4 separate regions of the Mus musculus genome follow, and regions 2, 3 and 4 are each linked to region 1. A link is a contact called in public Micro-C, capture Hi-C and promoter capture Hi-C data. All regions are on one chromosome and are shown on one strand. Each heading gives the region's core, a stretch centred on a gene start, on an enhancer-like site or on the middle of the called end of the contact. The rest is flanking DNA. Distances are from core to core; before and after follow the strand shown.

The links. Promoter capture Hi-C pulls out the DNA fragments that hold promoters and counts their contacts. Hi-C and Micro-C count contacts between places; a contact is called where the count stands out from the background. Capture Hi-C pulls out chosen DNA fragments and counts their contacts.
Region 2: a Micro-C map of embryonic stem cells shows a contact between it and region 1, with 17 times the contacts expected there. The contact joins the promoter of Fst here to the promoter of Isl1 in region 1. A contact is called at or near these places in 7 of 39 promoter capture datasets (embryonic stem cells, hippocampal neurons, pre-B cells and 1 more), 12 of 484 Hi-C or Micro-C datasets (B cells and embryonic stem cells) and 5 of 115 datasets of contacts at active chromatin or transcription factors (astrocytes and embryonic stem cells).
Region 3: a contact with region 1 is called in a capture Hi-C map of embryonic stem cells, with 6 times the contacts expected there. The contact joins the promoter of Itga2 here to the promoter of Isl1 in region 1. A contact is called at or near these places in 2 of 39 promoter capture datasets (both in embryonic stem cells) and 1 of 9 other capture datasets (embryonic stem cells).
Region 4: a promoter capture Hi-C map of second pharyngeal arch cranial neural crest shows a contact between it and region 1, with 10 times the contacts expected there. The contact joins the enhancer-like site here to the promoter of Isl1 in region 1. A contact is called at or near these places in 11 of 39 promoter capture datasets (the 3T3-L1 cell line, 3T3-L1-derived adipocytes, the C10 cell line and 8 more), 5 of 115 datasets of contacts at active chromatin or transcription factors (bone marrow-derived dendritic cells, embryonic forebrain, embryonic hindbrain and 2 more) and 2 of 9 other capture datasets (liver and pancreatic islet).

The regions. Positions count from the first base shown.
Region 1 is chr13:116,305,906-116,312,915 of GRCm38.p6, forward strand. Isl1 (ISL1 transcription factor, LIM/homeodomain) reads right to left here and starts at 3,783. Exons shown (of 6, transcript NM_021459.4): 1 at 3,490-3,783; 2 at 2,369-2,558. The coding sequence starts at 3,517. RefSeq lists promoters at 3,580-6,297, 3,582-3,960.
Region 2 is chr13:114,455,055-114,462,064 of GRCm38.p6, forward strand. Fst (follistatin) reads right to left here and starts at 3,897. Exons shown (of 6, transcript NM_001301373.1): 1 at 3,448-3,897; 2 at 1,309-1,500; 3 at 630-848; 4 at 67-291. The coding sequence starts at 3,532. Gm41074 (a long non-coding RNA gene) reads left to right here and starts at 1,742. Exons shown (of 3, transcript XR_873986.3): 1 at 1,742-2,020.
Region 3 is chr13:114,928,078-114,935,087 of GRCm38.p6, forward strand. Itga2 (integrin alpha 2) reads right to left here and starts at 4,023. Exons shown (of 30, transcript NM_008396.3): 1 at 3,799-4,023. The coding sequence starts at 3,856.
Region 4 is chr13:115,256,095-115,263,104 of GRCm38.p6, forward strand. No RefSeq gene overlaps it. Among named protein-coding and RNA genes, the nearest start is that of Gm25985, 140 kb to the left of the region's middle. Within about 2 kb of position 3,602, at least 2 of the 459 cell types and tissues checked have an H3K27ac peak or open chromatin away from gene starts, as enhancers often do. A contact at or near this core is called in second pharyngeal arch cranial neural crest, where this site is marked.

The sequences.
Region 1 (7,010 bases), core at 2,533-5,032:
CTTTCCATTCTCTATCCCTCAATTTCTGCTACTAAAAGTATTTCTGAAAAAGCACACCACCACCACCACCACCATCATCACCATCAACAACAAAGGTGGGGAAGGGGACTGAGGGTCACCCCACTCCATCTGAACACACAAAATCCCAGAACGCAATAACAAGATGAAGCACTAGAGAGTTTCCAGGTCCTCTCCAGTGAAGGCCTTCCAGTATTTATCCAACTAAAGATTTTCCACGGGGCTCTTGTTAATGGAAAGTTCTTTCTCCATTCTTCCTCTTTTATTTTAATGCCCAGCTTCTGTTCCTCCAACCAGTCTTTCCTCGGTTCCTAAAGCATGTACCTCTACTTCAGTTTGCCTGGGGGACAAGGCTAGCAAGACAAATGGACAAAAAAACAACAAAACCAACCCGCACTGCTAAAAGCTTCCTCCCCTGTCAGCCTTTCCTTACCACCGCTCAGTCCTTATAGTCCTTATAGTCCATCCACTGCTTCATTGCCTGGATATCCCTCAATAGCTATCAGTAATTTCTACATAGAGAGTGAAAAAAGATAGGACAAGATCCACACAAAGGAGGTGGCATGTTGCTTCCCCAATGAGAGACCTTAAAATAAAAATGGTCACTCTACCCTGCTTTTACAACTATAGATCCTCCAAAAGGGTTGTGCATGGGTGTTACACACACACACACACACACACACACACACACACACACACTTACAAACATGCTCCCAGGCGGAAGAGAAGAGAAGAGAAAAGGAAAAGTAACTGAGTGACTCCATCTGCAAATTGACAGATCCGGAATGAAGCAAGTCTGTATACAAGGGAGGGAAACAGTATCTTCAGAGGCGTAAAGATGCTTTTGGAGTTTCAAAGTAGGTTCTCCCTTCTCCCTCTCCAGTGTCCCGAGAGCCCACACCAGCCAAGTAAAAGATGAAAAGGGATTATTTCTCAGAGGTTGGAAGACAGACTTGAAATTTTTTTTCCTACCTTCTGCCTCTCCAATGCAAGATCATCCATTTTATAGAAGGAAGACTTACTTTGCCGGGTTCCCAAACCATTGACGAAATCCCTCCCCTTTCCTGTATCCCACTTCCTCCCATTCTCCTTGTCATTAAAACCAAACCAAACAAACAAACAAGCAAACCCTCCCTAGTATATTGTTTAATTTTAGCTATCATGAATATATCCTCCAATCTATGTTTTTTTTAAAGCAAAACAAAACAAAACCGAGGGAGGGGCATTATTCCAGCAGGAGAAAAACTGGTGGGGCTGTATTTTAAATCTTAACTAAACTTTAATGAAAGTTCTGAAGCTCCAAAGCGCTTTATGGCTTAGGAAAAGCCGATCACTTGCCAATGGCCACCTCTGAAATCTAAAATCGGCTACATTTCTGCCATCGCCAGCCTAACAGTGAAGGGGAACAGTATCTTGCTTTGTATTAGAACAAACACATTTTCCTTTAGAAATTCTACCAGGCTTTCTAAGGTAGAAAGTCAAGTTTCTGATATAAACTGGTAGGTCAGAGAAACTTGAAATTAGGAAAAAAAAAAAAGTGCAACAAAAGCCAGCTCAGATCCTCCTCCCTGGTTTTGGTCTTGTCCGTCAGCTGATTCCCTCATTTTATCAGTTACTAGATTTTAATGTGAGAAAGGAAGCTGTTCAATTACCTAAATATACCAATTGTTCGCAGACAGATGATGGGCAATTTGATCTGCTCTGTCTAATTCATCAGCCCAGATAAGATAAGAAAGAAAAGGCAGTTAGATATCACCAAAGGGTTAATATTTAAAAAGATTAAATTTCCGGTGGTTTTTTTTGGGGGGGGGGCGTTAAGGAATATTTTATTTTGGTTTTAAAATTTTTTATCAAAGGAAGAGTCACCCCAAAAGTAAAGGGAGCAATGTTTGTACTTGTTCTTCAAAAATCCTTTGGTGAAACTTTTGTCTGTTTATTTGGAGCCCCCAAAATAATGTAAGTCATTGATAAAACAGGAGAAAAATAAATAAGATGATAAACTATACAGTGAAAATAGAATTTTTAAAGTTTGAAACCCTAAACTTATTTGCCTTAATTTTGTTGTTGTCCTTAGGGAAGTTTAAAGAGGGAAATAATCTTTTGTATGAAAAATTCAAAGAGTCATTAACAAACCTTATCAACAAAAATTTATGAAACACAGCGACACCCCACCCCCCAAAGATATGAAATGAACAACAGTTTAATTTTAAAAACATTTCTTGTACACTGGGCACTCTAAAGTAAACGTTCTCCCTCCCTCTAAAAACAACAAAACAAAACAAAGGCACATCAAATAATAAACAAGGAGAGCCAAGAAATCTCAGAAAATAACCCTGTAAAAATGGCATACCTGATATAATCTCTTTTACAGTAGGTTTTCCCATCCCTAACAAAGCACGTACAGCTTTCGTCCAAATACTGATTACACTCCGCACATTTCAAACATGCTGCATGCCACTCCAAATCCGGAGAAACCCTCAGAATATACTGGTCGTGAATTTGATTGCCGCAACCAACACACAGGGAAATCAGACGTTTTTCTGAAATGAAAATAAATGCATGATTGACTAACCGTTTACTTCCTACAGAGATAAACACACTTTTAGTGTCGTTCTCTTATAGGGTGTATTCTGGAAGAATTTTTTTCTTTCCCTTTTTTTTTTTTTCTTGTTCTTCCCTTAAAGAGTATTGCACTTTGGGATGGTAATTGGAGTGTGCCATCAAAACCTTGACTCGCTTTTTTAAAAAGGGAGGTGGAATATATGTAAAACGCAGATTTGAATAGTCTACATTGTAAGCTTAGCACGCAATCAAACCCGCTCATTTTGTGTTTTCTCCCTCCTCCCTCTTTGCTATAATCATTAGGCAAGATTATGGATAAGTCATGTCAAAGAAAAGGTTTTGACTAGAAGCGTTAAAGCAACGCTGGGATGTCTATATTTTCCGTGAAGCACGTTCTTCAATAGCACGCGGGAATGGATATTGTTAGAAGAGTAGACATCAATACAGTTGTCACTCGCTCTCTTTTGCAAGTCTAATGCTAATTCATATCTGCCGGTGTGGTTTGTGCAGGCAGACCTTTGCTACATAATAACTTCTCCAAGAGCTCCGGAATCCGGAGGAGGAAATCACCGCTAAGCACCGGGCAGGCGGCTAGAGTTTGGGAGGGCACAGAGCATTCAAACACAAGGTATGATCAGTTTCTCAAAGATCGGAATTCACACCAAACATGCAAGCTGCAAGCGTGACAAGAAGAAAACACACACACACACACACACACACACACACACACACACACACACACACACACACACAACAGCAGCAGCAACAACAACAACAAAAGGACCACCTTCTCTTCTGTCTCTCCAGGCAGTGACTACAAATCCAAAGAGCCCTGTCATCGGTGCCTGAGAGAGACCCCCCCACACCACAACAGCACACCAAGCCCCACAAGGTTAAACCGCTTCTTACTTTTTGGTGGATCGCCCATGTCTCCCATATCTGTAAGAGGGAGTAATGTCCACAGTGAAATGGTGGTTGGACAATTGGTGAATAGCCCACAGAGAGGATGCTGGTGCTGTGGCTAGGTGGCAAATAGTGGCCCCCGGGGTTGCCAAAACTGGGGGAAACAGCTGCCCGGCTGCGCCGCGCCCTCGCAGATCTGGGAGTCCGATTTAAGCCGGCGGAGTTGGCAGAGCGGAGGCGCAGCAGCAGCGGCGGACTCGCACGGCTCGGGGCACCTCTCTTCCTTATCTCTTACTCAAACTTCTCAGCTCCAACTCAGCTCCATCGCCATTGGTCTGACGCAGCGCGCGGGGACGTCAGGCGAGCGCCGCGCCCATTGGCTGCGGGGCGCGCGGCGCAGCTGTTCTGATTATCATATTTCAGCCCCGGCGCCTCCGCGCGCCACTGCCCGCTCGGCGAGCCCGCAGGAGAGGATTAAGCCTCCCGAGGCCACGTCGCTCCTTGGGCGCCGGGTGGCCCGGGTCCCCGGCCGCCGCCTCCTTGTCCACCACCCCCTCCCCGCGCCTTCCCGGACGCGCCGCGTCGTGTCCTGGGGTTCCAGCGCCGCGGGCTCCCCGCGGACCTTGGGCTGCGCTGAGCTCGGGGCTCCCTTTTCTGCCGCCCGTGGCGAGTAGCTGGTGGGTAGGTCCTTCCTGTGAAGCGGGTCCCTACCGGGCTCCAGGAAAAGGGGGGCACTTGGAACGGGCCGCTTTCCTTCACTGACTCCCGTGCTGGCGCGCACAGCCCAGGGCTGGCCAATTTCGCTGCCTGCGGGAAGGGCGCATCTGCTGGAGCTAGCAGCGCGCTACGCGTTAGGGGACAAACCCGGAGTAGGACGGTTAGACCCAAAAGAAATGGGTTTTTTTATGACTTCGTTTTTGTGTTCTTTTTTTTCTTTCTTTCTTTCTTTTCTTTCTTTTTTTCTTTTTCTTGCTACCGTGTTGACCCTGTTACTCCCCAATCTGAGCTCTCCAAAGACTTGGGGTGGGAGGAAAGGGGAGCTTGTCTCCCTAGCGGACAATCGGGTTGGAAACGCAAAGGTCAAACGAAAAGGTAAAACGAATTAACTCCGAGGTTGGTTCCTTTCCTCCCGACCCGTGAGGTCTCCTGTTCAATTTTAAGTCTAGCATGAAAGTGTTCTAATCTAGAGTCAGAGTGCAGGACCCTAAAGTTTACGGGGGTGGGGTGGGGTTGTCCATGTCTGTCTATGGATCTGTTGTCCACTCTTTTTTAAGGCAAAGGTGCACTGGGCCCTTAAACGGCTTGGTAATTATAAGCGCAACTTTACAATATTCTCTAGAGACTTTTAAATCTTTTAGTATGAAGGCGTGAGCAGGGAGGGTCTGTTGCAAAAGAAGAGTGGGGCGCCTACTTCCCTCCCCTGAGGTTAGCTTTCTAATTTGTTTCCTCTGGGGAAGCCATCTGGAGGAGATGTTGGCTGCATCTCACCGGTAACTTTTGCCAATAATTTCTTTCCTGATTCCCCAAAATCTACAGTCTTTCAGAGGCAGTTATTAGGGGACACACAGAATTCCCACACTTCTGCCGGAGCTTCTAGAGGGACTTTGATCAGAGAGAGAGAGAGAGAGAGAGAGAGAGAGAGAGAGAGAGAGAGAGAGAGAGAGAGGCTACAAACAGAATCGTAGAAGGGTTCAGCTTGTTTTTTTTTTTGTTTGTTTGTTTTGTTTTGTTTTGTTTTCCTCTTAGAAGAGCCAGAGGTTAGGGAACTCCTTTTTGTGTTTCTTCCACCAGATCTAAACCATGATAAAACCTGTGAACCCCACCTAGGCCGCAGTGGCCGAGTTAGAAAGCCTGTGACTTTTCAGAGTACACACAGAGAGAAAAGAGGTTAAGAAGCAGGAGTGGGTTTTTCCCCCCTTTCTTGTTTTGCTGTTTTCTTTAAGAAGGCAGATGGGAATCTCTTCCCTTCCTGTTCTTTTTTTTTTTTTAATTATAAATTATTTTGAAGTCCGTGAGCAGGATGGAAAGTTGTGTAGACTCCGGTTAACTTTACCGGTTGGTTGTGTTTTTTCCTTTCAACCCCGGTTTCTGCTCTCTGACATCCTATGTGTGGTATCTTTTGTCAAGCTGCTTTTGCCAAGCCCAGAGAAGCAGTTCCCTCCGTACAAGGGCATGCTACCCTTCTATACAGCCAGGTTGACCATGATTTAAAAACAACAACAAACAACAACAAAGATAAATAGGGGATCTGAACCAATTCTATTTCTTCACGCTATGTTTATAATGTGGCATCTAAAAGAAGCATCAGTCTAGTGACTTGAGACCCACAAAGGACCCTCACTCTTCACCCTTCCAAACATATACAGGCATTCACCAAAACAATTAGTAATGTTTTAATTCAAACAACACATTATTACAAAGGGTCGTTGGTCATAGCAATTCCAAGTAGAAAATCTAGCGTACAGTTTGGGAACAAACTTTCAATGTGAGCAGGTCTTCCACAGCATTCACGACACGTTTTCCTTTTTTTAGTTCAGGGCACTATTGTAAACAGGCATTCATTCCCCTGGTTCTTAGACTGATAAAAGCCAGGATCCATGCAAAAGCTACTCCACTCAGTGGAAGACGCTGGAGGGAACTCAGTAATAGTAGGATCGGGTGATGAAAGTGCTCTGAAGATCTGTGTGTTTGTGATTATACAATTTGCATAGAAATCGAAGTTCCTGCTGCTGGCCACAATGTTTCCCTTTACCCAGAGATTCTCATATGACCACAGATTTTTTTTCTCCTCCTCCCCTAGTTGATTGCTATGTGTGTATTTAACACATCAAGCGTATCTGTAAAGTTGTCAGTGTTTTTTATAGAATACATAAAACTGATTACATAAAAGTGATTAGCAATATTTTTCCCCCTGAGCATTTGATTACAGGGGCGACCTCTTGTGTTCAATGAGGGATTAGACACTCTCCTGTCAAAATTGGACTTCTTGTGACCTTTGTATGCTGCTAGGTCAAATATCTGTCCTTCAAAACAGCAGGGGTGCGAATCTGTAGTTTGAGCGCCTTCATTTTGAAAATGAAGTAATGAATGAAATGCATAAACTGTTTCTTCATCCTCCCTCACCTATATAAGATTCCAGTGTCTTTGTACCATAGAGATACCCGCTAAGCTTACTTAGTAAGTTTCTCTTGAGTCTGTAGTATTTGCTTACATGACTTGGAGCACAGTTCCTGGCGCATGTTTGTTCCTCCTGAGCTCCCTGCTGGTCCATTTAAGACCGTTCTGTTTATCTGCTCCTGCTTTCTTATTTCTGTTTAATTAAGACGGAAACATTCCACATTATATTTAAAGTCAGACACAGATCCCTGAACATCATGAAACCACACCATTTTCCAAAAAGAAAAAAAAAAAGAAAAGAAAAGAAATTGTAGTATGTTTTAGCTGCCATTGGAAAGTAAATTCATACTCAGAACTTACTTATTCTCTAATGTCTGGCAGATAAAAGAGAATCCTAAGTGTTTCTTTGA
Region 2 (7,010 bases), core at 2,647-5,146, 1.9 Mb before region 1:
CACTATTAAATCAGATTTTTTTTTAATCTCCCGTCTTTTTTCCTCTCCTCAATCCAGAATACCTACTGATACACTTTCCCTCATAGGCTAATCCAATGGATCTGCCCAGCAAGCAGGTGGCCTTTCTCAGGTGGCAGGCGCTGGAGTAAGTCACTCCATCATTTCCACAAAGGTACTGTTCAGAAGAGGAGGGCTCTGGGCAAATCCGATTACAGGTCACACAGTAGGCATTATTGGTCTGATCCACCACACAAGTGGAGCTGCCTGGACAAAAAACATCCCTACAAGTCTCTGGAGAAAAAGAAAAAAAAAGAAAAAAGAAGAAGATGATGACATTTCAAACGGCATCTTCTGGTCCTTGGGGAGTAAGCAGCTGATATTATGAAGGAAATCATTAAAAGCAAAATATCCACATCTTAGCAGGCATCTGGGGAGCCTGGCTGTTTCCCAGAGGATCTATGACTCCAGGCTGGCTCCTTCATTAATTATCCTTTAGGAATTAGATAAGAGCCCCTTTATTTGGTATTACTATTCCAATTCCCGGGCTCTTTATGTAAACTGTACTATCTATCGCCCTTGGGTCTTCAAAGATCTTTGAATGTATAGAGATGCTGAAGGGTAGGACCTACTTTTACATTTGCCCTGGTACTGTACTTCTAGTTCCGGCTGCTCTTTGCATCTGGCCTTGAGGAGTGCACATTCGTTGCGGTAGGTTTTCCCATCCAGCCCACACACTGGGCCCTTCCAGGTGATGTTGGAACAGTCTGGGGCACAGACGCAGCGGGGTTTATTCTTCTTGTTCATTCGACATTTTTTCCCAGGTCCGCAGTCCACGTTCTCACACGTTTCTAGGAGTTGGAAAGAGGCACACATTCAAACCAAGGCCAGGCAGTTGGAGGGTCAGCCTGGGGCGGAGTGGGGTGGACTGGTGGTCTCAGATGTCTTGAGCAATCATGCATCCGAGATGGAGGGCCCCAGACTGTCTCCTGGAAGGGATAAGGGGGTTGGGGACCTCAGGCCAAGTCCTGTATCCAAATTCTCTCAAAGACCACACTGGTTGGTCGCTTTCATTATCATTCTCGGCTAAGAAGCCCGGGGACTGACCTCTTCCGACCTTGTTTTGCCTCCAGCGCGAGCAGAGGCAGATTCCACTAGCTAACTCCACTCCGGGTAGAATTTGAAAAAAAAAAAAAAAAAGGAGAAACTGAACAAAACTCTGCCAATCCTAAGCTTCAGTCAGCTAGTAGGAACGCTGAGGGCAAGACGCCCTCTACTGAGGGCCTGCCGCCTAGGGGAGAGGAGGCCCACCTTTACAAGGGATGCAGTTGGGGGCGCCCCCGTTGAAAATCATCCACTTGAAGAGAGTATTGTCGTTCACATCCTCCTCGGTCCATGAGGTGCTCAGCCGGCCGGTGCTGCAACACTCTTCCTTGCTCAGTTCTGTCTTATACAGGACCTGGCAGCGGCCGTTCTTTGCTTGGCGGAGCCAGCAATTCCCAGCTGTGAAGAGACAGGGATCAGTAGGTGAATGAGTGAGCCGTGGGGTAGCGGGAAGGAAGGCTGCTTAGAGCTGGGCAAAGAGGCCTGGTGGGGCGGGGAGCAAGTGATTGGGGGAAGGGGAGCAGGAGAGGGACAGTGGGATGTGAGAGGGAGAGAGGGATGTGGGAGGAAGGGAGGGAGGGAGGGAGGGAGGGAGAGAGAGAGAGAGAGAGAGAGAGAGAGAGAGAGAGAGAGAGAGAGAGAGAGAGAATATGAATCTCCAAAGGGGAGAGTGGGGAAGGACCCGTCACCGAGGTGGGAGGTGGGAGGTGGGCTAGAGCGGCCGCCGCTGCGCCCCAGCCATATCAATGTCAGTTACCAGTGACCCAGACACAACACGTGCAGCTTGCATTGACTTTTACTAGACTGTTTACTTTTATTCGTCCCATTTCATAACCTGCAGCGACTGGAAGACCAGATTAAAGAACCTGACAAAAACAGGATGCGACGGATGTTTTTACATGTCGGTTTCATGTAGGCGGTAAGAGAATTATTTGTGACAGGGGTTAAGAAAGTAAGAGAGGGGAGACGTGGAAGGGAGGGGAGGAGGGAGGGGAGAGGGGGGAGTGTAGGGAGAATGAATATGAATCTGCAGGAACAGATCAAGCATAAAGATACTTGTGAAAAATGAAAGGAAAAAAAAAAGCAGTCGGGCCCAGCCTGGATCTGCCCTGAGCGGCCTCGAGGCGCAGCCCGCCCGACGGGCCCGTTTTGCAATCCGCCAGCCCGGAGCACGCCCGCAGCCACCGCGGTCTTTCGAAATTTCCGAGGGCTGCTTTCTCTGGCGCCCACGTCCCGGCACCCAGGCAGCGCCCCTATCAGCAAGGCTGGTAGCCCAGCCTAGTGTCGGGCAGACGGCTAGGACCGGTGCCGGGGAGGGCAGCTTACGACACACAAAACCTTACCGCTCCAACAGGCAACGCAGCAGGGTTAGAACCCGGAGGCGTCTACCGGGTCACACATACCTACCTTATGTCTCCCAAGAACCTCTTTACAAATAGTTTCTTTCTCTGTCCCTATTTAATGTGTTCGGACTTTGGGCAAGCAGACGTCTCATGAATCACCAAAGTGACTCGAGAGTAATTGTCGTGAAGCTGCGGGGTTACCACTATTTTTAAAAAAGAAATCCAGCCTGGAGACTAATTGTAATAAAATCAATTCATTTTTAATTTTAGAAGATAAACTTCAGAAATTTGCTCTTTAATCCAGGTCGGAGTCTAAATAGCTTGTGGGCTGCTTGGTTCACAGAAGTTAACAGGAATGAGGCAAAGTGGAGAAAACTGTAAAGTACTTAAAACACTTCGGGCTAATAATTTGGTTTGTCTTTCTTCTTTTTCGCGGGGCTTGGGGGAAAGAGGCAGAAGGAGCATCCGCTAAGCGTAAAACTACCTCCCTCTAAAAATTTCAGTACCCACATTTCCAAGTTTGGGCAAAGTTTCTGAAACCACGTCCCCCGGCCACCCAAGAAAATTCGGTATCTCCCATCCCCCACCCCGTCATTTTTTTTTTAAAGAGTCTCCAAAAGATATGGAAGGAAGATGGATAGATTGCTAGTAGGTCGACTGTAATCTCCAGGCTACGGATGCTCGCCCTTCTCCCGAGCCAGCCAGGGGAGATAACATCTAAAGTCATTAGGACCAGAACTTGGAGCATCTACCCCTAACTACTGAGGCTCCAGCTCCTCCACTCAAGCCCTTTCCTTTTTGAGGGTAACCTGGCTCTAAACTCCGCTCTCTATCCTAAAGTGTCACTGCCTTCAGTCTTTCCCTCCCGTTCCGTTCTACAGGAGTAGCCGGGTGGTTCCAACATCTTCCGAGAGCAGCGTAGGTCAGAACAGACCAAGTGGAGACAGCAGAAAAGTAGAACCCCTGCCCCAGCCGAGCCTCTGGGCGCATCCCTTCCACTCACCCTGGGCGCTGCGGTCCTCCATGAACTGGCAGAGTAGCAGCAGCAGGAGGCAGAGCCCGCCGGGCTGGTGCCTGGCGCAGACCATCCTGGGGCAGGCGCGGGGCGAGGAGCGCGGCGGCGGGTGGCTCGGGCGAGCGGCGCGCGTCGCAGAGGCGAGCGGCGGAGGGCGCAGCGATCCCGGCGCAGCCCCGCGCTCGCCACCGGCCGCCCGCGCGATTCAATGGACGTCAGAAGCCGGGCGCAGCCGCGCTTTAAATCTAGACGGGGGTCTCCGAGGTTTGCGGTGGGCGGTCTCCCAGTGTGTGGGGCTGTGGGAGGGCGGCCGCGACCGAGGGTGTGCCGGCTCTTTGGGGGTGGGGAGCTTTTAAAAGTTCAGTGTGAATCAGGTGACATTTCCCACCTTCTGGAAACCCTTCCCAATTATCTGTCGGAGGTGCCCGAAATCAAAGCGGCAGGAGGGGAATCGCCGAGTTCTTATTTGCGTAGGAGCGGGAGGGGAGGGGGGAAGGAGGCAGGGGCGGGGGCTGGGGGCGACGCGTCGGGGGTGGGGAGGAACATCCACTTCAGTCCTGCACGCCGCCGCTCGGAGCCGGCGCGCCCGGGGTGGCGTGCGAGTGTGTGTGTGCGCGCGTGTGTGCGTGTGCGCGTGTGAGTGAGGGCGCTGGAGGAGGCGGCCGGCGGAGCGCGGGGACCCCGGAGGACCCCGGGAATGGGTCCCCAGCACCTCTGCTCCAGGGCTCCGGGATGAGACTTCTGCAACCCGCCGCAGGATCCCTGAGCTGCTTCAATGCCCGGGGGAGCAGTTTCAGGAGCCTCCCTGCAGAGCCTTGGCGCGGGGTCCCGGAGACGTTTTGTGTCCCGAGGTCTCTTACGTGTCTTACTTTGCGGCCACCCTGCCAGCTCCCCCGCCTCCCACTCCCTCCCGCGCCCCCTCCCCCCCCAGCCTGGAGTAGGTTGCTAAGAACCCCGACCCCCGGGCACCTTCCACCCGGGCCGAGCGCTGCGGAGACGCGGCCCTCGGGCTCCACAAGTCAGAAGCAAACAAAAATGTTTAACACCTCGGAGCCGGCCGCCCCCGGCAGTCTCGCCCTCTCCCTTTCTTTTCTCCCCTTTCACTTCGTCGCGTCTGGAGTCGCAGCCCCGAGCGGGGGCGCCGACGTAGGCGGTCTGCCCCCCTCCTCCCCCGCTCCGAGACGCCCCAGTTTCTGTCCCGACTCCTCTCTCTCTCTCTCTCTCTCTCTCTTATTTAAAAAAAAGATTGCACCATGATAATGAACTTCTGCAGCCTCAGTTTATTGAGTGCAATGCCTGGCATTCTTCGCCGAAAGTTGGCGGGTCTTCTCATTTATAACATTTTCTGGCACGGCTGAATGAAACTGAGGAGGCGATATTTCCTTTTATATAAAACGATTACTTCACGGAAAAGGCTATATTGTTTATTTCAAAGCTGCCTTTTAAATTTCTATTCTTTTCGCTTCTGAAGCCCGAACGACAACAAACAGCGAACAAAACAGACAAAATTCTTGGACATTCCCAGGTCATTGGGATTTGCTCTTACGGATTTCAAATTCGCCCTTCTTCTCTAGCCCCAGCCCTAGCGCCCCCCCCCCCCGGTCCTCCTCTCATCCTCCCACCCCCATCTTCCATCACCCTCCTCCTACCCCCTCCACAACTGCAAATAACTCAGTGATAACAGATTTTTTTCCACCAACTGCAGGAGATAGTGCTAATCTTTTAATAAAAGGTCCCATTACAATGGGATCTGTCTGGACAGACTATAATAGATCCCGAAATACAGCCGTGCTAATATTAGAAGACAGTTGTTTGGGTGCCTCTCAGACGGGCCCAAGCCCCCCTTTGAAAGTGGGCATGAATCACAAAGCCCCGCGGCCGCCGCACCTGCACCGCGCGCATTCGGTGCAGCAGGCTGGTAAAAACGGGTGACCTCGCCGCCGCTTTTCGCTTTATAATTACAGTCATGAGGACGGAGCGGCGGGGAGGGGAGTGGGTGACCCGGGAGAGCCGGCTTTTTGCTCACTTTAGACGGCTCTGGGGCTTCACATCCTTCTTAATCTTGCCAGATTCATTTTGTCTGTTTCTGTCTGTCTGCCCGTTTGTCAGTCTCCTTCCTCTTCAGGCTTTTTCCTCCCTCCTCCCTCCTCCCTCCTCCCACTCCCCACATCTCTTTTTCCCAGCCCTTCCCGGCTTCGGTCTCCCCTCCCTCTCCCCGAACTCTGCCCATACTCTCCCTCCCCTTTCCTCGCTTCCTTTTCTCTTCCCTCCAACGCATTAATGTGGAGTTGTTTAGTGCCCTCTAATGGTAGGCGACATTAACAATTAATAGCAAACTGTCCCCCTTGCAGGAGCCGCCACTTAACGGCAGAATTTCAAAGTTGAACTGTTTTCTTCTTTACTCAGAGATACTTATGCTGTGATGTACTACTGAGGAAGTTTGTTATTCACCTTCCTATGTCCCCACCACTATTCCAGGGGGAAATTTTACTTAAAGGAGAGCTAACAATTACTGTTACTTGACCTCTCCCCATCCCATACATCTTATTCCCTTGCCAGAGAAACACCCACCTTCTGTTTTAGCTAGAATTAATATATATATCAAACTGTTTATCTGGATTTGGAAAATAAGCATTTTAAGTGCACACAAGCTCTCAGGTGGTAGATTACTGATTCCCATGGCCACCAATGGCCATTAGAATGTCCTTAGGATCGCAACATCATTGCAAAAAATTTTATTTCTTTCCAATTTAAATACATCTTTGGTTTCAAGTCATCAAGTAGCCTTTGGAATTTGAGAGGATTTTCTTAAACTTTTCAAAATTGGAACCATATGAGGTGTTCAAATTATACTTATGCCTACTCATAGATGAGATCATTTTATAAAGAAAGGTTATTTATTCTTTTAAATTATGTATGTATGTGTGAGTGGAGGTTTCCAAGAAGTCCAGAAGATGGACCATGGGATGGGTTCTGGGAACTGAACTCAGGTCCTCTGCAAGAGCAGTGCTCTGCAAGTTCAGTGTTCTGAACCTTAACCCCTTAGGCATACCCAGCATCCTCAACGAGGTCAGTTTGCCTAGCCTAGCACTGGCAAACTAGTTGTGCAACAGTGTAACACTCTCCTACAGGAAGTTCCTTATGCAGGAAGGCAAATAATTCAAAACAGCTTCAGGAAGTCCCCGAAACTGAGCAGATTCGCTACCTCCTTCCTACCGAGTTAATAATAAAAGCTGAGAATCTAAAGGAAAATGAGCTACAAAGACGACTGCAAAGACGACTCTGAGACAAGAGAAGCTGCCGGGGAGAATCAGAAACCAGCCAAGCTGCCTGGAAGAGGTTTAGACCAGAATCACTTTGAAAGGACCCTCTGGAACCTGTTGAGGTGCCTGCAGTTTGTGAAGTGTGCTGTGGGTTCCCCAGCTTTTGTGAACTGTCACCCAGGCTGGGGTGGTCCATGGTGAGGCAGCTGTCTTTGAGTCATTTATGCTCTTGTAAGTAACCCCAATAAAACACATTGATTCACTGGGATGGACTTGGGTGGTATCTGT
Region 3 (7,010 bases), core at 2,773-5,272, 1.4 Mb before region 1:
CCTATATTAGATGTGGCAGGAAACAGCAAGTGTTTGAAGTAAGAGTGTGGATTGATAACGCAGATTACTGCTTTAGGAAGGTAGCAATAACAGGGTCCCTTCAGCAAAATCTTTCTGGCATATGCAATAATGTCTGGGTTTGGTGGCTGATTATGGGACAGATCCCTGGGTGGTGTAGTCTCTGGATACTCCATCCTTTCGTCTTAGCTCCAAACTTTGTCTCTGTAACTCCTTTCATGGGTATTTTGTTCCCTATTCTAAGGAGGAATGAAGTATCCACCCATTGCTCTTCCTTCTTCTTGATTTTCTTGTGTTTTGAAAATTGTATCTTGGGTGTTCTATGTTTCTGGGCTAATATCCACTTATTAGTGAGGGCATATCTAATGACTTCTTTTGTGATTGGGTTACCTCACTCAGGATGATGCCCTCCAGATACATCCACTTGCCCAAGAATTTCATAAATTCATTGTTTTTAATAGCTGACTAGTACTCCATTGTGTAAATGTACCACATTTTCTGTATCCATTCTTCTGTTGAGGGACATATGGGTTCTTTCCAGCTTCTGGCTATTATAAATAAGGCTGCTACGAACAAGTGGATGCTAACTGTCATCTATAGGATGGAACACAGAGCCCCCAATGGAGAAGCTAGAGAAAGCACCCAAGGAGCTGAAGGGGTCTGCAACCCTATAGGTGGAACAACAATATGAACTAACCAGAACCTCCAGAGCTCGTGTCTCTAGCTGCATATGTAGCAGAAGATGGCCTAGTCGGCCATTGCTGGGAAGAGAGGTCCCTTGGTATTGCAAACTTTATATGCCCCAGTACAGGGGAATGCCAGGGCCAAAAAGTGGGAGTGAGTGTGTATGGGAGCAGGGCAGAGGGAGGGTATAGGGAAATTTCGGGATAGCATTTGAAATGTATATAAAGAAAATATCTAATAAATAAATAAATAAATAAATAAATAAATAATAAAAAGAAAGGTAGCAATAAGAACAATCAACTAGAAAGACAAGAAACAAAATGGGAAGGCCAGGTTCAAAGTTACAGGTGTTCTGATAGGAGAGAATGAGGGATTGACCTGGGTGGTGGCAGACGTTGCATAGATGGGTAGGAAAAACTGGCAGAACCGTAAGTGTGAGGGTGAGACTGAAAACTTGGACAGAACTTTGCCAACACTATTTATTAATTAATAGGTAGACAAGGAGCCTCTGAGATGGAGAGATGGCAAAGAGGAGAGAGAAAGAGAACACAAACCAGGGGAGTGGGGTTTTATAAAGGAAAGCAAAAGTCAAAAGGAAGACATTTACCACGAGCGGAATCTACTGATTAGTTTACAGATGAAGGAGGCTATTACGAGGAAGAGGGTCGACCTCTCAGAGGGCAGTTAAGAAGCTCTGATTGAGAATCCTCATGGAGAATTCCTTGGCCCATGAGCCAGCTGGAGAGTGTGTGACTCCATCCATGTTAAGGGTACAGTTGGTTTCTTCTCTGTATGTGCACTTAACTTACATATTTCCTAGGTGTCACATGATCTCTGTTCTCCACCCTTGGCCTGCCCGTGAACAATGAAAAGGGATATGTATGGAACAAAACTGAGTGCTTGTTCCTCTTATCCACTCGTGAGGGGATTATGGGAAAAAGAGATTTGAATCTAAGTGCTAAAATAAGATCCAAAATGAGTTTGCGTCTAGTGTTGTCTGCCCGTGTGCTGTGGAGAATGTAAGGTGTAGAGACACACATTTATGCTTGCCTTTACATTTTAACTTCTGTATATATTTGCATCACAATTGTGCATGTCTGTGATCTATAAATAATAATAAGTGTGTCTGTTTAGTGCTATGTTCAAAATGTTCATATAGGGAGGATAAAATGAAAGTTTAAAGTACCAGGGACCTAGAACTTTCAGCTGCATCTCAACCTTAGATACCCAAAATATCCAAAATTATGTTGCCCACTTATGAATCTCCACTGCTCTCTTAAATGGCAAAACTTGATTGTATGATTTTATTTAATTAGATGATTAAAATAAAGAGAAAATGTGGTCCTTAGATATACAAACAACTGAACCAGAAAGAGAGAAATAAACACGTGGAGTCATTTTATACAGGTGTCATATAAATCCTGTCTGCTTTCTGACATTGAATCATCCCAATTAACTAACTGCAGAAGAAAACTGGGTACCTGACTTCATGCCTTTCGGCAACACATTCCACCCAGGTCCTTCTCAAGGGCTCCTCCCAGAACAAGCCTCAACATTTCAAAGATCAGAAAATGGTGCTGTGCTTCGATGGCTCCTTTTAATAATACCGACAATTAAAAAGAGATGAAAAGCCAGGGTTTGGGTTTCTAGTTCCTCTTAGGAGAGAGAGAGTTCCAGAGTCTGAAGGTCAGAATCCAATCCAACTGTCTTAAACCCCTAGATTAGACCCGATGGCCCCTCAGATCAACTGTGTTTCTCTAGGGCAGAACATGTGTGAGGCATGGGGGCACAGGTTAGCGTCCCAACAATTAGCAGTGCTCTGTGTCTGCGACAGAATCGGGATAGGGACATATTTCTCTCTTCTCCAACAGACAAAAAATTCCACAAGGCGAACCTGGACTAGTTTTCCTCAACCTTAAAGAAAGATGAACCTCAGAGAAGCACAGATTAAGGAATGCTTTCTGCTGGGGCGTGGTGGCGCACACCTTTAATCCCAGCACTTGGGGGGCAAAGGCAGGCGGATTTCTGAGTTCGAGGCCAGCCTGGTCTACAAAGTGAGTTCCAGGACAACCAGGGCTAGACAGAGAAACCCTGTCTAGAAAAAAAAAAAAAAAAAAAAGGAATACTTTCCTTCTTTGTAAAAATTAAGTGACATCCAGTGACCACTTTGCTATTTTGTTAGCTGTTTAATGCAATCCCCCCCACACACACACCGTCCCCTCCCATCTCCCCTCAACTACCTTAAAATCCTTCATCTTGGGCATGACCAGGCTGTGGATAAAGGTGGAGAGAAAGTTCTCCTGAGCCTCTCAGCAGCCTGCCTTCCCCACTCTCCTTCCTTACTTAATGCAAAGGAAGTCAGGTCAGGCAGCCTGGCACCAGTCTCAGCTAATCCCCTTGCCTTGTGGATCAAGAGAGTGGAGAGAACCAGCCTAAATTTACTTTCTTTGAAGGACATTACAACAATAAAAGGAAGGCAGGAGGGAAGGAAGAGTGCCCCCTCTGCCTAGTTGATTGGCTTTTCTTCCTCCTATGGAAAGAAACACCAGTGCTCCTTCCTGAAATAAGAATAGGGGGCATTGTGCGCGCGGGGTGAAAAATACACATCAAAGTTTCCTGCAAAGCCACCCTTTGAGAGCTGCATGCTGCAGCCCAGAGCTGGATCCCCGGTTCCTGGTTCAGAGCTAGTTCAGCACCTGCTGGGGATCCGCGGGAAGCTGGGAGGCTGGATGCGTGGTCTGCTGGCCACCCACAAACGCTCCAAATCTGTGGGTGTGAGAACATCTCTAAACCCAAACCTCTTAGAAAGATGACTTTGAAGGATGCTTGATCGGGTGAAACACGTCTTAATGAGGATGTGGGGTGTGTGTGTGTGTGTGTGTGTGTGTGTGTGTGTGTGTGTGTGTCTGTGTGTCTGTGTCTGTCTGTCTGTCCTGTTTGTTCAAGTGGCTCCACGAAGCCTGGATCCCGAGTCCACATAGATGCAGAGCAGACATCGCCAGCTCCAGAGCAGCACTCGATCCCTCCCTGGTCTTCTAGGACCAAAGCGGGTCTCTCCAGCCTCGGACGCGGACGCGCAGTGGAGTTCAGACTTACCTTGAACTAGCATTAGCAGCCGCAGCAGGAGCGCGCCCCCTGCCTGTCCCGGTCCCATCTTGGGTCTGCGCTGGGGAATCTAAAGTGCTCTGGGGGTGCACACAGTATCCTCGATCCAGGGCTCCCAGAGGCTAGACTTTCCAGAAACTGTACGGAGGAGTTCTCTCCAGCCTGAATGAGAGCAAGGAAAAGTTGCTTGCAGCTTCTGAGCTAGGAACCGCCCCTGCCTGCCCCTCCAGCCTGGGCAAACTCCGGATCTGTCCTGCCACGCCCCACGGAGCCCAGCCCCTCAGCGTCTGTGGCTCCTCCAGCGCTCTGAAAAAGGAGTCAAGATCCATGGACGCCCACGGAGCCCTCGGCATCTTACAGACAGTGCGGACGCGACTCCAGCCCGGTGGCTTTTTCCTACCTGTACCAAACTGTTCTAGCTCACCAGACCCAAGAGCTCAGGATCCACCCACAACCAACATCTCTTCGTCCTCTGTCCACAGGAAACTAACTCCTAGGCAGTTCCCTCCACCCCCCAACGCAGTTGTATCAAGCCATAGCCCTCAATAACTCAGAAGAAGAGCCAGGGGACCTGAACAGTGTGTGCCCTTCTCTGCTTTTCCTGAGTGGGTGGAGAAAGGGACAGAAATAAGCTCGGAATGACCAGGTTCGACACTAAGTCATCAGAAAGAGCTGCTCTCAAGCTATGATTATCCCTGAGGTACTATTTTTGCACCACAGAGGGGTGTGAGGGAGAGAGAGGGGGGTGGGGATTGTTCATTTCTGAGACGATGAGGAGTTGGATCACTGAGTTTACCTGATTTATTTCAGGACAGGTGAGAAGAGTTGACAGGGGCTCAAATGCAGTGGGTCTCAACCTTTCTAGTGCCGCGACCCTTCAACACAGTTCTTTATGTTGTGGTGACCTCAACATTATTATCGTTTAAAATTATTATCGTTGCTACTTCTCTGATTCTGAATTGTTATGTAACATCTGTGTTTCCCAATATCTTAGGGTACACCGATGGAAGGGGGGTCGCAACCCACGGGTTGAGAATCTCTCCTCCTGAGCTCGTGCCTTGCCATTTCCCAAACTTTCCGATTCTGGAAAGACAGCATTCATCTGGGTCTTTCACTTTTGAATCCAAGAAATAGAACATGCACTTTTAATCGTCTTTAAACCCAATATCCGTAGAAGCTCAGCCGCAGGTTCCTGCCCATTGATGAGGCTAGAATTATTCCAGTGCCTACTTTCTGAAGCACTCAAAAGGTTTTGTAAAATAAAGAATTGCTTGTCTAATGGCTATTGCTCATTCAAAATCTCTTGGGAGCAGGCCTCTGAGCAAGAAGGGACTCCCCAGGTCCATAGAGCAAGCGAGCAACTTCCAGGTGGGACAGACGTAGCCACTTGGGAAAAGCCAAACGCTTTAAACCTATTTATAAAACGGTAGGTAGAACTGGAACCTCTACTTCTTTGTGTGTGTGCATATGTGTGCAGGTTTATGTGTGCTGATGTGTGTGTTTGTGTAGACACACATGTATGCCCGCCAGGGGACAAACCTAAGTGTTATTCCCTACAACCATCCACCTTTTGTGTTGCGATAGTCTATCACCGGATTGGATCTTGCCAAATAGGCTAGACTGGATGACCAGCTAGACTCATGACGGTACCAAGTTGGAGCTCACCGGCCGCTAGAACTTATGATTAATGTCCTATATTCAGCACCCTCGAACCTCATAGCCCCCAGGCTGCCTCACTCACCCACTATTTCTTTACTTATACACCCTAAAAGACACTTCTGACCTTCGGTGCTCTGAGTGCTTAGTAAGACCAGAGAGCTCTGAGGTGACTGCTCACTAACCCTGACACACAGCCGGGCAGCTCAGACTCCTGGTAGGAAGCCTGCCAGGTTTCAAGGAGATGACTATCTGCCTGTTCCCTTCTGACTCACTGAAATGTGAGTTCTGTTTGCAGCAGACTCTTGTTTGGGAAGCAGGGTGGCTCTTCGTAATGTGTTTTGACTGAGTTGGTGAGAAGGAAGCATATCTTTTGGGGGCGTGTTGCTCTTAGAACAGGATAAATGAGCACCATACTGCTATTGGACACAGGTCAGATAAGGGGCTGTAGAGTTTCTTTCAGAGCAGGCAAAAATGTTAGGAAACAAAGAGCAAATTTGTGGGTTACAATATTTAACTAGCATGAAGGAGCTGAAAGAAAATAATTTTGGCAGTCTTACCTAACACATACCTTGCCTGGGTTAGTTAGTTTGGAAACCACATCCCCGTCAGGAAATAGGCAAGGGCTGGGCTTTCCCACTGTAGCCTCAGGTCCTTTTTATGCCATTCAAACTATTAAAGAACTTTTAAAAATTACATTTACCATATAAAATATTAAAACAGAGAATTTTCAGATATTTGTGTATTAATTTTTAATACCAGAAACTATTACATATTTGCAGAAATGTCATATATTTAAGAAAATATTTTTTCATTGTAAATCAAAAGAATGGCATTGCTCTATATTTTTGTTAATTATTCTAATATCTGTCTTTTTAAAAAGACATGTTAATTCTCATATCTGGCTCAGCATGTGACCCTGTTGTTGCATGTCCTTTGAGTTAAATCATAAGGCTTAATGTATTGTAACACAGAACTATATAGTCTCTAAACCTGTGATGATTTTACATAATCCTCTAAAATTGTATAAAAATTTAATAAGCAGTATTTTCCCCCCAATGGTCCTTAGTTCTTGACTTCTTGCTAACTCATACACTATCACTTGGTTCCTGGTTTGTTGGAGCAGTTAAACAGAGAATGCTTGCCACAGTAACGTCTGTCAATGTGGACGGCCATAAAAACCCCAGCTCCACACTCATCAAAGGATGCTCTTGATAAAGGTGATCATGTTTGCCATTTTCGTCCATTCTCCAGCATTTCAGTTTACCCCTCTTTGTCTGCTGCTTATTCTTCCTAGGACTGGTGTAAGACTCAGGAAATCTCAGCACAGAATGCAGGGTGAGTTCCTTTTGAGTGCAGTCTGATGTACACCCATCTCCCAGCTGGTTACCAGCAAAGACCAGCCTTTGCTCATCAGGGGGGATCCCTTCCATATCCTGGATCTTGCCCTTTCCATATTGTGTAGTGTCAGAGACTTCAGTCTTGAGACCAACGATCTTCCCAGTAAAAGGTTTTGTGTGAAATCTTCATCTTGGCAGGGAGGTTCC
Region 4 (7,010 bases), core at 2,352-4,851, 1.0 Mb before region 1:
GTAACATTATATAGACTCAACAGAGGTGTGTGTGTTTGTGTATCAGATTCATACATATATGAATATATATCATATATATGAATACACACATATGATGGGAGAAAAATAAAGGGAGAAAAGAAATGTAATTAAAATATAATCTCAAAAATAACAAAAAGGAAGAATAAAACAAGCAATATATTACTATGTGTTTCAGGGTTAGTCTCAAATTTATGATCCTCTCTCCTAGCCCCGTGAGTAATGAGACTCCTGGCATGCATCACTCTACTGGGCTCAGGCTAAATATTCTAAAATGATGAAAAGGGGTGGGGACTTAGCTCTGTGGCAGGTCACTTGCTGACCAAGCACAAAGCTTATATTCTAATCCTAGGCATTGAAGAAAGAAACAACAGGCAAAGCCATGGGAGCTAAAGGGGTGAGAAGAGCATGGTAGATTACACTCACAAGAACCTGATTCTGTTTATCGTTCTGTTTCCCAAACATTAAAAAAAAATTCCTGTCATTTTCAGGAAAATAGATGCAAGTGGACATAATGATATTAAGGAAATTAAGTCAGCTTCAGAAAGACAGATAGCATGCTTTTTCTCATTTGTGGCTCCTAGATCTTCTAGACACATAAAATTATACGCTCCAAGGATATGAACATGGAAGCAAAGCTATCTAGAGAACAAAAGAGTCTTGGAAGACTGCAGAAAAGGTTGTGGGGAATATGATCCAAATTATATCTTCATATGGAGAGGGGTGTGTATCACTCTTTGTAATAATAATAATAAAAAAAATCTTCCTCACAAATGTGAAGTAATTGGTACATGGAAAACCTATGAGAGTTGACGGCCAGCGTTTTGAATATGTAAACATGTCTCTGCATTTACTCCTCAGGATTCCACATGGCACTATAAAGTAACCTATATTTTTTAAATCAGTTATGTCTCCTATTTATTTTAATATTTACTTATACATACCAGTATTGCAGTAATAATTACTGGATATAACTGCATCACTGAAGACCCCCCCCCCCAGGATAGCTTAGCTAAGCTGTCTTGGCCCATTCGTGGAAGATGTGAGCGAAGCCAATACTACAGCACTCTAAAGTTACTTAAAGAAATGGCAACTATAAAATCTGGAGGGATTTTGCTCAGCTCACTGCATGTGCTTTGTGTTGAGCCCCAAAGTTCATTATGGGATGGACACCCTCTGACCGTGAGCAATTTTTGTTCCTTGAGGCTCACTGATACCGGCTACGGTTCTGCCATTGATTTGAGCATAATCTGTATGTTGCATCTTTATTGGATTGCCAGGATTCATTTAAAAGGAAATGTTTTTGATCCTTCCTGATTGGCTTTCATGGTGACGTACGTGTGTGTGTGTGTGTGTGTGTGTGTGTGTGTGTAGGGAGGGAAGTGTGCAGCCTAGCAAAGAGAACACTTTTAGTACTGCTCTTGGCTTTATGGCTGGAAGGGAGGACAGCTAAAGCACATTAGTGCCTTTGCTATTCAGAGGTCTGACTGCTTTAGCTAGGGGGCCTGGATTCATGATCCATTTTCTGTTTCCTGTCCAGAATCTATTTGATGCAATATGCTCTGTGTCTCTTTTCATTAGCTGGGACCTAGATGATGTCAGCTGAGAAAAGCAGTTGCTGATGTTATGAAATACTCACAGTGGCATGACAAAGATCCACTCTGTAGCCCTTTTACTTTGTCCCATTGTATATTTTACTATTGTGTTTTATGCCTGCAGCTTGGCTGTATTGAAAGGAAATATTTCAATTGGGTCCTGCTGTGGTTTTTTTTTTTTTCCTTTCTTTAAGTTGCTTTTGAAAGAGACATAACAATGACTTCAATCTATGGCAAACTGACATTAACAGATGTGGGACAAATAACCACATTGAGGCACATGACAGTGATGCAGATATTTTACTCCAAACCATTTGCATGAACACACACACACACACACACACACACACACACACACACACACACACACACACACACAAAGAGAGAGAGAAAGAGAGAGAGAAAGAGAGAGAGAGAGAGAGAGAGAGAGAGAGAGAGAGAGAGAGAGAGAGAGAGGGAGAGGTGATCCAGCCTAAGGGTAAGTGAGGCTTAACTTAACTTGCATTTCACAGGTAAATCATATTTGATGATTATAAATTATATCCCGCAGCAGAGTGTGGGGGATGTCTGGAGGTTAGGGTCCTACAAGGAAGCGGTAAAACCATCCACTCAAGGAAAGAAGAGAGCTAGGTTCCTCTGCTGTTGTTCAAGGAAAATGGATTAGGGTTTACAGTAAACCAAATCTAATGCTTTCTTCCCTTTCAGGCGAGTCACAGTACCAGCAAACGTGGTACTGAGCACTCTGCAGTTCAGTCTTGCATTGCTGCTCCAAACTGATGCGAGGGACAGCATGAGACAAACATGGTTTCTGGGATCTCAACGTTGAGAAGCAGTGAATATGATGACATTCAGAACCTGGGAAGCCGTTTATTCAAAAGACGTTGTGGAGATGAAAAAAATGCCCAATACGAGGAAACACATTAGTGGATGGAACCCTGGCTGGTACAATCCTTTGTCATCAAATTTTAATTTCTAAATGAAATCATCAATTCCATAAACAAAGTGTGAAATCATGATCCTTGTAACACTGCGGCGTGCATAAAGGAAACAAATGGAAAAAGAACTCCACACATTAAATCTATATTAGCAGTAAGGGTTGTTCTACCACAGCGAAGAAGACAATTACTTATATAAAAGGCATCAATGCTGAATAATTCAAATATATTTCAAAACCATGTAATTAGCAATATCGAGTCTTCCTTGTTTTCCTTTGTCCTTAATGGCAGGATAGACAGTTGTTATAATGTGAATAGAAAATGTTCCACAGAAGTTCAAGAGTTGAATTCTTGATCCCCAGATTGTGGTCATACTTCTGAACCCTCTAGAAACTTTAGGAGATGGAGTCTTCTTAGAGGAACATCACTGGGATTTAACTGAAACTTATACCTGATTCCTTGTCTAGGTACTTGGTTCTGTTTCCTGTCTGGTGGGGACAGTTTTTCTTCCTTCAAATGCTCCGGCTCTTATACCATTCTGTCTCACCAGAGCCCAGGACTTTGGGTGGCAATCTGAGGTTATCCTGTAATACGTCTGTCAGATAGTTTCTCACAGGGACAAATGTAAGTAATATGAGTATACAAAAGGCTTCCTAAATGGCAAAAATCTTATAAAGGAAAATTTAAGTCATCTTTATCTTGGAAAAAGATGCTAAGTTCCTACATTACTGTAACCAATGCTCTAACGACAGAGGTCTCCCAATTGTTCGACAGCTGCTTGCAAATTATTCAACATCCCTTCAGGGGAGGGTGGCTTAATCTCTTCTTACTGTGTGAAATACAGATGGCTGTGTTTAAACATGTGGGTCCAATATTAGGGAATCATACACAAAATTTTAAACACCATTTGAAGGGGTTAAAAATTATTGGGATCTGCTTTTGCATTATGTCCTTAGGAAACAGTCATTCCCAAGTCTACATTATTTGTAAAAGTACTCCATGAATGAAGATTTAAAAACCGTTAGTTGTCTTGTTTCTATGGAAACCAGCAGTAATTGACACTGATTACTGAACTCGGAGGAAGTAGAATCAGAAGGTACCATTATGAAGAATGTACCTCTCTATACTATAAAGCTGAATTAGCTGCCAGAAATAACCATTTTACTTTAGGTTCATTATCTGTGTAAAGTAACTTTCTGTACATAAAGCCCAGTTTATGTGCGACGTGGCACTAAAAAGCTCCCCTCCTTCTTCCTAGATAATGCATCTATTAAGGTATGATATGTGTGTCTGTTTGTATGAGTAAGATTAGTGCCATGCTGAGGGTTTTTAAAAATTTTCAGATATCAGTAATGCTCTACAATTTTACAGAGCCCTGGCGGGCACCATCAGCTTGGCCAATCTTCCATGCATGCTTCTGAAACTGGTTGCTTTAGGCTGACTACGAAATAGGACACTCTCCTGAGTTCATCAACGCAGCAGTAAGCTAAAAGGGAAGATGGCCTTGTTTCTGTTTCCCTGTATGGCAATAGGGTGGAGGTAAAAAAAATTGAGATTTCTGGGAAAGGACCATCTTGTCAGTTTATTTGAGATGAATTACACCTACATTAAAACAACTTTTATTAATAATTTAAGTTGCTTTTCTTAACAGAAAGAAGACATTAAAGGAGTAGAAGTAGTGATTTAAAAAGTCATGTTTCTGGGCTGGTGAAAAATACTGACTGTCATATCTAACAACCCCAGACTTAGATAGTGGGTTGGCCTCTGACCACCACATATCCGTCACAGCAAGTGCTTGCCTCCTATCCCAGTACAAAAAAAAAAAAAAAAAAAAAAAAAAAGATGAGATAAAAGATCACAGGCAGGTTAAAACTTTGCTTTTTAACAGCATCCTTATCAAAATCGGTTTGTTCTAATTTACTATCTCATGTGTAACATACAAAGTATCTGAACAGAATCATCTATTTGAAAACAATGTACTGAAGCTTCAAACCCTTTTAGAGTTTTGTGACACAAAATTCCACATCAGCACAGCAGCATGATGAAAGTCATGTCTCAAGGGGAAATCCTTTGACAGTATTATTCTTGCCCACAGGAGCCTTGTGGTTGATCATGAACCCCAAAAGTTGTCTGGTAATCTAGCCACATAGAATATGTGAACATTTCAACAAGTCATCAAGACTTTTATAATTGATAGGTAACCATATACTTGCAGTTTTTCAAGTGTGATCTATGAAATTCTGGGGAAATAGGTTTTTAAACCCCTTTTTGTTTTTGTAGAGATCCAATGCCCAAGTCTATTCATATGAGAGCCAATACTTTGTTTTGTATGGTGTAAAATTTATGATGCCTGAAACTGATATGTCATCAGCAAAAGCAAATGTACAGCAAATGAGATGTGACCTCCCACAGTCAACATTCCTTCTACTGCCACAGTTAACATTTTCTTTCAAAGGCTAGGTCATTTCCCCAGAGATGGAGCTCACAACTGTTTAGTCGACTGAGTCCTGGACATTTAGTGTGTTTGTTTCTGTTTCCTAGACTATATGAGCAATCAGAAATGTGCATAAAGTAACTCATGCTGCATACAGAAGATCAATGATTCTTCTCTTCAGGGCAAAGGTTCTATTCTCACCTTTGAGTGGAGGCTAAATGATTTTCATTTTTATGTATGCCAAGACCCCATTTCACTTTAGAGAATGAATAACACATTGTAGTTATTGGGAATTGGACTCCTGGTAAAGGAGAATATGGAGCCTAAACCAGCCATCTTCTGTAACCATGCTAGACTCCTGGTGCTGGCACTGTGACACAAAATCAGCCACAAAAATCTGTGACCCACAACTTGTCCTGCCTGCAAGTTTTGCTGGGACAAAAGTGACTTAGAGCTTGTATGAGTGGCCAACTAATGATTGGTCTAACTTGAGGTCTATACCACTAGAGGAACGCTGTACCTGACACTTCGAGATGGCCAGGATCCGGAAGCCAGATGGCTCAGAGACCTATGGTAGACCCAAACACAACCGGAAACAAAAGTCAATGAAATGATTTCCAATAATATTCTACTATAGCCACAAGTTCAGTGCCTAGCTCAATTGTCATCAGAGAGGTTTCCACCAGCAGGGTTCAGTTACAGAGAAACCCACAGCCCAACATTAGGTAGAGCTTGGGGAACTCTGCAGAAGAGGGGCAGAAAGGATTATAGGAGCCAGAGGGATAGAGGACACCAGGAGAATAATAACAGCATATAACAGAGCAGCAATAACAGATATGGTTGTACACCATAACCTCTGCATACATGCTGTGGTTCTTTAACCTGGGTTTTTTTTAGTGGGTGTGTCTCTGAAACTTTTGCTTGCTTGTGGGATCTATTTCTTCCTACTGGGTTGCCTCATCCAGCCTTGATATGAGAGTATATGCCTACCTTACTGCATCTTGTTGTGGGGAGTTCCGTGGATATCACTTGGATGCTTTCTCTTTTCTGAACTGAAATGTGAGAGGTGGGTCTAAGGCAGAGGGGAGGTGGGGAGTATTGGAGGAAGAGAGGGAGGGAGGTCAGGGAGGGGAGGTGCTGGGAGCTGATGAGAGAAGAATAGTAAGAATAGAAATCTCATCAATATTGTCATTACTATACTGGAGTCAAGACTGGGTAACTATCATTTTCTAAATTTTGCTGTGATATGAAAAAGGAACATTCATTTTTGTCAAAAATCTGATAACATGTTCTTTTTATTTCTCACTGCAGACTTGGGTGACATCTTACTTCCTGCAATTACGCCATCACAAACATTTTTTTTAACAGATCAAGCTGAAATGAAGAGATAGGCATCTAGCTATCTTTAACTAGAACTCATTAAGGAGGTTTGAGGAGCAGCGGGAAGACAGTGCAATCTCTTTGCATACCTTTTAGGCCAAGTATAGTTCTTGGTGTTATTTAAACACTATGTTAAGTATTTGTTATTATAGTTTATGAGGCAAAATTGTAAATGTACATTTAAATTTTAACATTCATAGAATTTATAAGAACAATGAACAGAACTGCTATGAGCCAATGATCATTTGTGTCCTCGATAACTGTTCAGAGTATAAACATTTTCCTAGACTAAAACACATTGAAATCTGAGAACCATAGAGGAGTAACATGTCTTACATATTAGTCTAGTCCAGTAGCCCTCTCATTGGACTCTACGTGTTGAAACAGATTGTTAATCTACTTCAGTGATTTAAAGTCTGGACATATGCATTTTGATTTACTCCTTACTTTTCTAAGTATACTTAATATTTTATATACTAACTATAGACCAATGACTGTTTCTTAAGCTACCTACAGTAAGGTCTTCTCACCCGCATTACTGTTTCATCTACCCATTTGTTTTGTCAAAGAAGTTATATGCTGTTATATAAAACATTAGCTTCAAGATTATTGCCTTTTGATCGGATGTGGGGGCACATGTCTTTAGTA